Regions from separate parts of the Mus musculus genome. Here region 1 is linked to region 2. A link is a contact called in public Hi-C data. All regions are on one chromosome and are shown on one strand. Each heading gives the region's core, a stretch centred on a gene start, on an enhancer-like site or on the middle of the called end of the contact. The rest is flanking DNA. Distances are from core to core; before and after follow the strand shown.

Region 1 (4,327 bases), core at 551-3,050, 210 kb after region 2:
CACTTTATGACTTCCGTGGTGCCTAATGCTGCTTGTCTCCCTAACAGGATCTAGAAATTGCCTAAGTAACAAGATCTAGAGTCATCTAGGAGACAAATCAGAAGGTGTGTCTGGGAGAGAGCTTACAGATTAGCTTACCCTGATGGGAAGACTCACCTGATATTTGAAGGACACCATTGTATCATCCCATCCTGAATAATAAAAGAATAAAAGCGTAACCCCAGCATTCGTCTGCTTCTCCTTCTGACTACAGAAGCAATGAGACCAGCTACCTCCATCTCCTGTCGCCATGATGAATCACCATTCAAATGCCACTCAAAGTAAACCCCTCCTTCCTTGAGCCGTTTTTGTCCTGTATTTTCTGAGCAATGAATAAAGTCACTTGTCACATGATAACCTACATGAGCATCTTCTGAAATAGCCTAGGACTTTATCTTCACCCACCCTCTGATATATCAAGCTATCTGAAAATAGCGTTTCTGAATGACTTAGATTGAGTACCTCTTGCCTTTAGAGATTCAACCCACAAGTTTCGTACTCTTTCCTTTTGTTTTAACATTGTTTCTGAATTTCATTCCTTCAATTTCAAACTAATGGGGGGGGGGGTAAATTATATACATTTATGCTATATATAACATATATAATATATATTGTTTGAATAAAATGAGTATTTTCCACCATTGCTATACCAAAAGGAAGCACTGTTTTGTCATAACTTATAGCTATTGAATTTTTGAAGATTATGCTCAGATTTTATTCTTTGTCATCTTTGCCGCTTCTAGCACCAGAATTCAGGGTACAGACACAGAGTGTGTGTATTCTCCTTAGTGTGTATTCTCAGTACTCTTTCTTCAGCCCCAATGTTCAATATGTTATAAAGAGCTTTGATCACAAATGTTTGCAGACTAAGAGATAAAATTCTGGGGTAGGAGAAAAGAGGGGTCGTATCTTGGGTTTCTCGATAACTGTATGTTTAGGGGCAGCTTATAAAAGTTGCCTGGTTTTGTTTTGTTTTGACTAGAGATGGAGAATACCTACCTGTAAATTCTCAAGGCCAGTGGGTAAAAGCAAGCATTTGCATGAAGTGGTGAATCTGGTAACTGGCATATAGCAAGTATTGTAAAATTAGAAGTTTTCTTAATGATTTGGTTAATAATTCTAAACATTTGGAGAAGAGAAACAATTCACTATATTTTCTAACTTCAATTTTTTGTAAGCTAGCAGTCTAACAATAATAGCTTTGTGTCTTTACTATAAGATTCTTGTTTGTATTTGTAATTGTCTCACAAATATAGTTTTCTGTTCATTTACTTGTTTTGTATTTTTAAGACAGGTACTTGCTATGTATTCCTTGATGTATGAGAAGTCACGATCCTTTTAATTCATTCTCCAGAGTGCTGGGAATTCTTGTATTCAGCATGACAACCAGCCTAATGAGAATGATTTTCAAGTCCCTTCTTACCTTCATTCTTTGAATTGAGCCAGCATCCATATTGTATTTTCAAAGGAATGGCACTTACTGCTTGACACTACTGCTGGACTCTAAAATAAGAGCCAACCAGAATTTAGGACTGAGTGAGCAAAGGGCTCTGCAAAGCTCCAACTGGTTTGTGTAGCAAAGAGCAGGCAGGCAGGACTCCTTCTCCTTCACCTCACACAAGGGAAGGATTGATCCTTCTCTTCCTCTTCATCCCCCACATCCTAAACAGATTTCCTGAAAGACCTTCTGGTTACGTTCTCATCCCCTTGGCAAGGCAACTTGTACGCTGAGCCAGTCAGCTGTCTCATTGAGATTCACTGCCAGGTGGACAGCTTTGATGGCAAGGAGGTGGCGTTCCGCCCAGTTAAGCAGCTTTCAAGCCTCAAGCCATAAAGATGAGCTCCTGGCCCTTCTTCCTCCAGGAGGATGCTGCAGACATATTGCCTGCCCTTGGAAGTACGGCTTTCCTGTGGTGCAAATTATTGAGCTGTGCAGAACACCTTACTTATTGCTCTCTCCTCAGAGCACTGGAGACACAGACCTTGTCCAGTTTCTTGTGTCAGCTTTTCTTTGCTAGTGCTGTTCAAGTAATTAGCTAGAGTTGGAAGCAAGAATTAAGTTGGAGGAATTTAATCTCAGTTGATGCTGCTCTTTATATCCACCAGGAAAAAAAAAAGAGTGCTATAAAACATGAAGGAAGTGAAGGAGCTCATGTTTCTGAGTATTTCTTTTATAATGGGCCTTGCATTTTCAACCAAACACACCAACAGCTGTCCTGTGGTGAGGAAACATGTTATGTGCTCTTGCCCATTTTATAGACAGGAATACTAAGAACAACAAAAAAGATTTAAAGAAGACATTTAAAAACCAACAGAATTTTACATTTTTTTAAACCACATATGTAATATATGCTAATTTTAAATGGAAAATAGTTAAAAAGAAGTAAGATAGTCCATTAAATTAAGAATTAGAAAGAAGCACACTGGAGGAGTCCTGAGTTGCTGGCTCATGTGCAAGGAACAGAAAGGTGAGAATTTTCCCCCAGAAACCTTGTTTGGAAGTGGTCTCTTGTGTTTGCACCAACTCACTCCTTCTCGGAGGAGATAGAGAGAGATACAACCTCGCTCTATGCAAGGGATGACCATTTTCCTGAAACCTTAGGCCTCAAAAGAATGTGTAAGAGTTTTCCAGCAATCCATAACCATTTGGAAAATTCAAAGGCAGAAATGAGCCATCCATGGTTGTCTAGCAAGAGAAACAGGAAAGACTTCTTGCTCATGGGAGCCATCAGCCAACCTAGCGATGCCCAGATGAGGGCTGCAAGAATATTTCCTGTAAGGACACTGAGGGAAGGAAGTTGAGACCATTTGATTTCTCCCTAACAAGGCATTTCTTATGGGAGTGTGGGGCCTCTGGACAAGCTATGTGGAGGACCACAGGAAAACCTATGAGGCAGCATCTGGAGCAAAGAGAACTGTCATAGGTAGCTATTGTGTTTCGACCTTGGCAACTAAACACCAGAGTGAGACAGAAAGGCACGGAGCTTGGGGAATGTGCTCAAAGTGAACTACATGTACTTGTATGAAAATTACTGAATGCCATGAAAACACCAGCCAAAGTTTTCTGAATGAATCGATAAAAGCAAATACATTTCCCTCAACATTAGTGAACTTGTGAGGGCTCCTTAAGACACTGTCAGTCAAGTTTGGACCCTTTTGTCAGTCTCCACCCTGCTTGTCCTCTGTGACTTTCTTTCTATATTCACAGGACACAAAGCATAGAGAGGATGTCAACATTGTGGAGAACAAGCTCTGCTCCCCCCAGGATGGCTTAGATGTTTGGAGCTGTCTAGGTGAATGACCAATGAGAAATCCATATTCTTCAGTTAAGATCAAACTGTTGGTTGATATATTATTTGAGCCTTTTAAATAAGCACTGATATTGCAGCCTTTAAGACCATGGCAGTGAATACAATTCCATAATATTCCAGGCACAATGGCAAGATCCAAACAAAGAGTAAAGGGATGATAGAAGAAACACAAAAGCCAATCAGGTAATTCTATCACTTTTGCTGTTGTACTCAAAAAGTTGGACAATGTGCCAACGAGTAGACATAGTCAGGCTCCCATTAAATTCACTTCAAATAAAGGTAGTGGACTAACTTGGATCGTGGGCTGGAGTTCTACAACTCCTATGTTGCTTCATTGTTTTCGGTGGCTGCATAGAGTTCCATTCTGCAATTTCAACCAACTTTGTTTAATTATCTTACCACTGCCATATACTTGAATTGCTTCTGAGCTCTGCTAGGAAAAGAGATACTCAGTGCACACATCTCATGCACAAATCTGCACGCCCATCTCAGTTATTTAAAGTATGTGTCTGAAGTGCAGTTCGTGCACACAAGCCTCAGGAGGATGTTGTCAAATGTCTGACAAGAAAAGTTGAACCGGTTTCCATACTTGGCCATGAGATCGCAGGCTCTCCCATTCCTTCAGCAATGATGGCAATGGGAAACAGTTTACGTGTACCTTAAAATTTTTAAAGGAAAAAAAAATAGAAGTGAAGACACAGACTGGCAAGAACCAGTTACTAGGTGTGGTCTTTGTTCTTTGTTCCAGAAGGCAACAAGGGCCAACTCTCCTGCATGAAGCTGCCTACCTCTAACAGAACAGGTTACCACCTGCCTCAGAATTCTCTGGCTACTGTCTGGCAATACAATTTTCTTGCTTCTGTCTCCAAAGGCCTCCACGATGAGCCAGTGAACCAAACAGAGAACAGGCTCACTCCACTGATGCCAGTTCTACTCTAAGCTTGTTGCACAGTGTGACCCTGGACAAGGACCTCAGC
Region 2 (3,971 bases), core at 381-2,880:
CTTCTGGTGTCTAACTGAGCATATTTATCTTCAGGCTTTCAACTCTGTTCTGGGCTTTATAGGCTTCTATATTCTATGATATGGATTGAATTATGGGTAGTAGCCCATGGACAGGATATCCTATCCATGTGATTTGGGAAAGACAGAATGATAGTCAATCATCCACAATTACTGCTGATGAAGCAAACCTAGCTCCAAGGGGCTACTATACATAATTCAATCCATATCAAATAATGCTAAAAATTCTTGTGATAAATTAAACTCTTTGTAGTTCACACAGAACATCTGGCTGGGAGGCCAGCGTTGCCATTTCTGTGTCTTCTCAAATAGTACAAAAAAACCCAAACTTTCTATTTCTCCCACTGCATTGGTATCTATAAAAAAGCTCCAAGTGCATTTTCACCCAACAGATCATCCATATCACCCTTTTCTCAGGCTCTGAGCTTCTCCGGGTAGGGGCAGGAAGCCTATTGCAGTCAGGTTTTGTCCTATCTTAGTGAGACAGGGCTTTAGCATTCTGCAGCATGGGAGGTGGCCACTGATGTCCACGCCAGGAGCGGTAGAGCCAGGGCAACAGGCAGCAGATGGCTCAGGGCTTTATCCTGGAGTTTTAATGTGCGGGTGGCACGCCTTCCTTCCTGCCCTCTGTTGGTCCCTGATTCTGAACCACTAGTCCTTTTCCAGTTTGCTCACCCATTGTCTTTTCCCTGCTGTCATTTGTGCCGGGGCTTGGGGAATAATGTTGCTGGCACACAGAGCTTTTGAGAGAAATGTAAATTGCGAGCAACACTGTGTCCTTCTGTTTTCTCATCAGAAAGCAGCATCTAGGTGTTGAGTGTGCTGAGCTGGCTGGCCACAGTGCCCGGCAAAGATGTGCCCAGAGTTCAGGAGCAGCCCCCTGTTCCCAGGCCCTGGTTCTGTAGAAGTGGGAGTTTCTGAAGAGGGGGCACTCTGAGAGGGAGGGGAGGAAGGGGTACTTTCCAAAGCAGACGCTCCTGGCTTTGCAAGGAAAGCTGCTCTCAGAGGACTTCAGCAGGCTCACAGACAATCCACAGCTTTGGAAAGTGACAAACAAAACAGTCTCTTAGTCCTGTGCATAAATGTAAGAGGCTTGTCTTAAGTGTGTGTGCAGGACTCCAGCGGACTGAAAATGTTACCGGAGTCAAAGTGAACCATTGTTTCGGTTATAATGAAGGCAAGCAATTTTTTAACAACAGAAGTTCTGTTCTGAAACCCCCCTCTCGTCCCCCCGCACTCAGTTCCTCTGCCCCTGCACCTGCTTCATTTTTGGCTTCTTGGCACTGATGTTGCCAGAGACATCAGCTGGCAGTGGCAAACCGCTGAAAGCTCCCCTGCCATGCAGCTCTGCAAATGCCAGCCATTACCCACTGGTGCATGCCCGCTTAGAAAGACCCCCTTCTCCCTCCAGCCCCACTTTCGTCTGCCCCCCAGTTTTACTTCCACATCAGAGTCAATGAGGCCGACTAAGCAGTGGTCGGGCCCTCTAATAGATGCACCCCTTGATTGTGGGTGCATCCATTTTACTCCATCTCTTTGCTGGGATCATTATATTTTGATCCAGGATGTGCGGAACATGTAAAGGATGGGACTGTTTCTTCTGTTCAGTAAAGAGTGGTTGGCCCACAGCGCCCTTCTCAGGCCTTGGCAGATGGTGGGGTGCTTTCTTGAAGTCTCTTCGACTTGAAACAGCCTTTTTGTTTTTGTTGCTTACTGAGAGGCCGTTGCCCCAAATTCACTGAATAAAGACATACACTTTTCAGTTTAAAGCTAAGCCCCCAAGAGATAAATACTGACTGAGAGTCGGAGGCTGACGGACAAGCTGGAAAGGCAAAGGAGCTGCTGGAAGTTAAGTATTCAGCACAAGGCTTTGCAGTTTAAAAAAAAAAAAAAAAAAAAAAAAAAAAAAAAAAAACCAAACCCGGTGGCTTTAAGTTCCCACTCACCACAGCGGTTCAGGCTGTGTACTGAGAAAGTGTGAGAAATCTGTGAGAAATTCCACATATATTTATTTTTCTTGGAAATTAGAGAATATCTTCACAGTGTACACTCTGAAGGGCTTTTGTTTTGTTTTGTTGTGTTTTTAATGATCTAAACCATCTGGGGAGTTGATAAAGAATGTGATTTTCACAAGCTGAGCTTGCAGAGCCTATTGCTAAATCCCAAACCTTTATCCAGTCTACAGATAAAACCAGGGTGGGAGAGCTTCCCTTCCAGATCCAAATACTAAGATCCCACGGGTGCCAAACGCTTTAGTATCTGGGTGGCAAGAAAAATAGACAGCTGACTAAGGGAGCCTGGCTTGAGACTAGAAATTGTTACTATTTTTTTTTCCTCGTTGCTGTTGTTTTAGATTTGTGAAAGTCACAACTTTCCAGAAAGTCTGTCTGGAACACAAGACACTATCATGTTTGTCTAACGTTTTCCTGTTTTGTTTTGTTTTTGTTTTTTTTTAAATCCAGTGACAAAAAAACCCATGAAAATATATTTTAGCTAATGTTTAAAAGATATCTTCCAAATTCTGGAACCTCAAAGTTTTCTTACAAGGAAGCATTACAGAGTCCTAGAGGTGTAGAGACCAGATTACAATAAGTTTCTTTTTAAAAAAAATTATTTGTTTGTATATGGTGTGTGTGTTTGTGTGTGTGTGTGTGAGAGAGAGAGAGAGAGACAGACAGACAGAGAGAGACAGAGAGACAGAGAGACAGAGACAGAGACAGAGACAGAGAGACAGAGAGAGATATGGGGTGGGTGACAATGTGCAGGAGTTGATTCTCATATTTCACCAAATGAATTTCTGGTTTGAACTCAGATCTTAGGAATCGGTGGCCAGTGTCTTTATGTAGAGATCCATGTCTCTGGCCTTCTTTGGAATTTTTGACAGATCTCAATATGCTGCTTTGGATTTGTGCCTCAGCAGTCTCTCATCGGGTGACTAAGGCAGGGAAATCAGGGAATGCCATTTAACTGACCGCACACTCACTATCTACTTGAAACTTGAAATTCTCTCTCTCTCTCTCTCTCTCTCTCTCTCTCTCTCTCTCTCTCTCTCTCTCTCTCTCTCTCTCCATTAAATCCTTCATTTCCTCTGAGTTCAATCTCTTCTTTTGTTTTTGTCTCTTAACAACAAATATCCTTTTGAATGCAAACATATATTACTGTAAGTTTAAATTCAACTGTGACACAAAAAACCAAATAACCAAGAAGCCAAGGAGTATTTACAGGGCTTGGACATGAACTACTAGTCTCAAGGCAGTCTTTATGGCAATCTGTGAATCAGTAGTTATCTGCTGGCTATCACTTGCTACTTAAGCTTTATTCAGACTTAGGCAAATGGCATCACACTAGACATTTGTATTTCTGGTTGAGATGATTTCATGGTTAACAATTTGCCTCAATGTATTACCCTTCTATTCAAATGTCTGGAAGACAAATCGTTTGAAGAAATTCAGGAGGCTAGAGCTAAGGGTGACTGTTAAAATACATTTGCTAGAAGTAATCATAGAATAAAGACATTTCATCAGTAGAGAGGAGTAAGCCACAGTACTTATTTCCCAGGCAGTTTCTATCACCAACCTGGAGAACTATATGACCCTCACACGTCTTAACAGTTCTGTGATGTGCTTGCAGTCATAACAAATGCATTATGGCACATGGACTAGCCACGTGAGCGCCAAATATAAGCCCTGCTTCCAAAACCAAGTTAAACTGCCTCTCTGAAGCTAACCTTCTTCATATACAAAATAAGAATGATGAATTATCCCTCGCCAATTCTGACTTATTATATGAAAAAATTCAATAATCTTGTTGCACATTAGAATCACTATACAGGTATTGGTAGAATGCATTATGAATCACCTGGGACAATACCATTATTGGTCGTAATAATTATTATTAGGCCAGAGAGATGGCTCAGTGGTTAAGAGCATGCACTGATCTTCCAGAGGACCTGA

What was found. A called contact is a pair of places that touch in the nucleus more often than the background predicts.
Region 1: a contact with region 2 is called in a Hi-C map of cerebellar granule neurons, with 2.4 times the contacts expected there. The contact joins two enhancer-like sites. A contact is called at or near these places in 5 of 484 Hi-C or Micro-C datasets (the HL-1 cell line, cerebellar granule neurons, cerebellum and 1 more).

What each region holds. Positions count from the first base shown.
Region 1 is chr4:81,935,756-81,940,082 of GRCm38.p6, forward strand. It overlaps Gm46886 (a long non-coding RNA gene), which reads left to right. Exons shown (of 2, transcript XR_001784536.1): 2 at 48-393. Among named protein-coding and RNA genes, the nearest start is that of Gm46886, 3.8 kb to the left of the region's middle. Within about 2 kb of position 1,801, at least 9 of the 459 cell types and tissues checked have an H3K27ac peak or open chromatin away from gene starts, as enhancers often do. A contact at or near this core is called in cerebellar granule neurons and cerebellum, where this site is marked.
Region 2 is chr4:81,726,276-81,730,246 of GRCm38.p6, forward strand. No RefSeq gene overlaps it. Among named protein-coding and RNA genes, the nearest start is that of Gm11412, 15 kb to the right of the region's middle. Within about 2 kb of position 1,631, at least 59 of the 459 cell types and tissues checked have an H3K27ac peak or open chromatin away from gene starts, as enhancers often do. A contact at or near this core is called in cerebellar granule neurons and cerebellum, where this site is marked.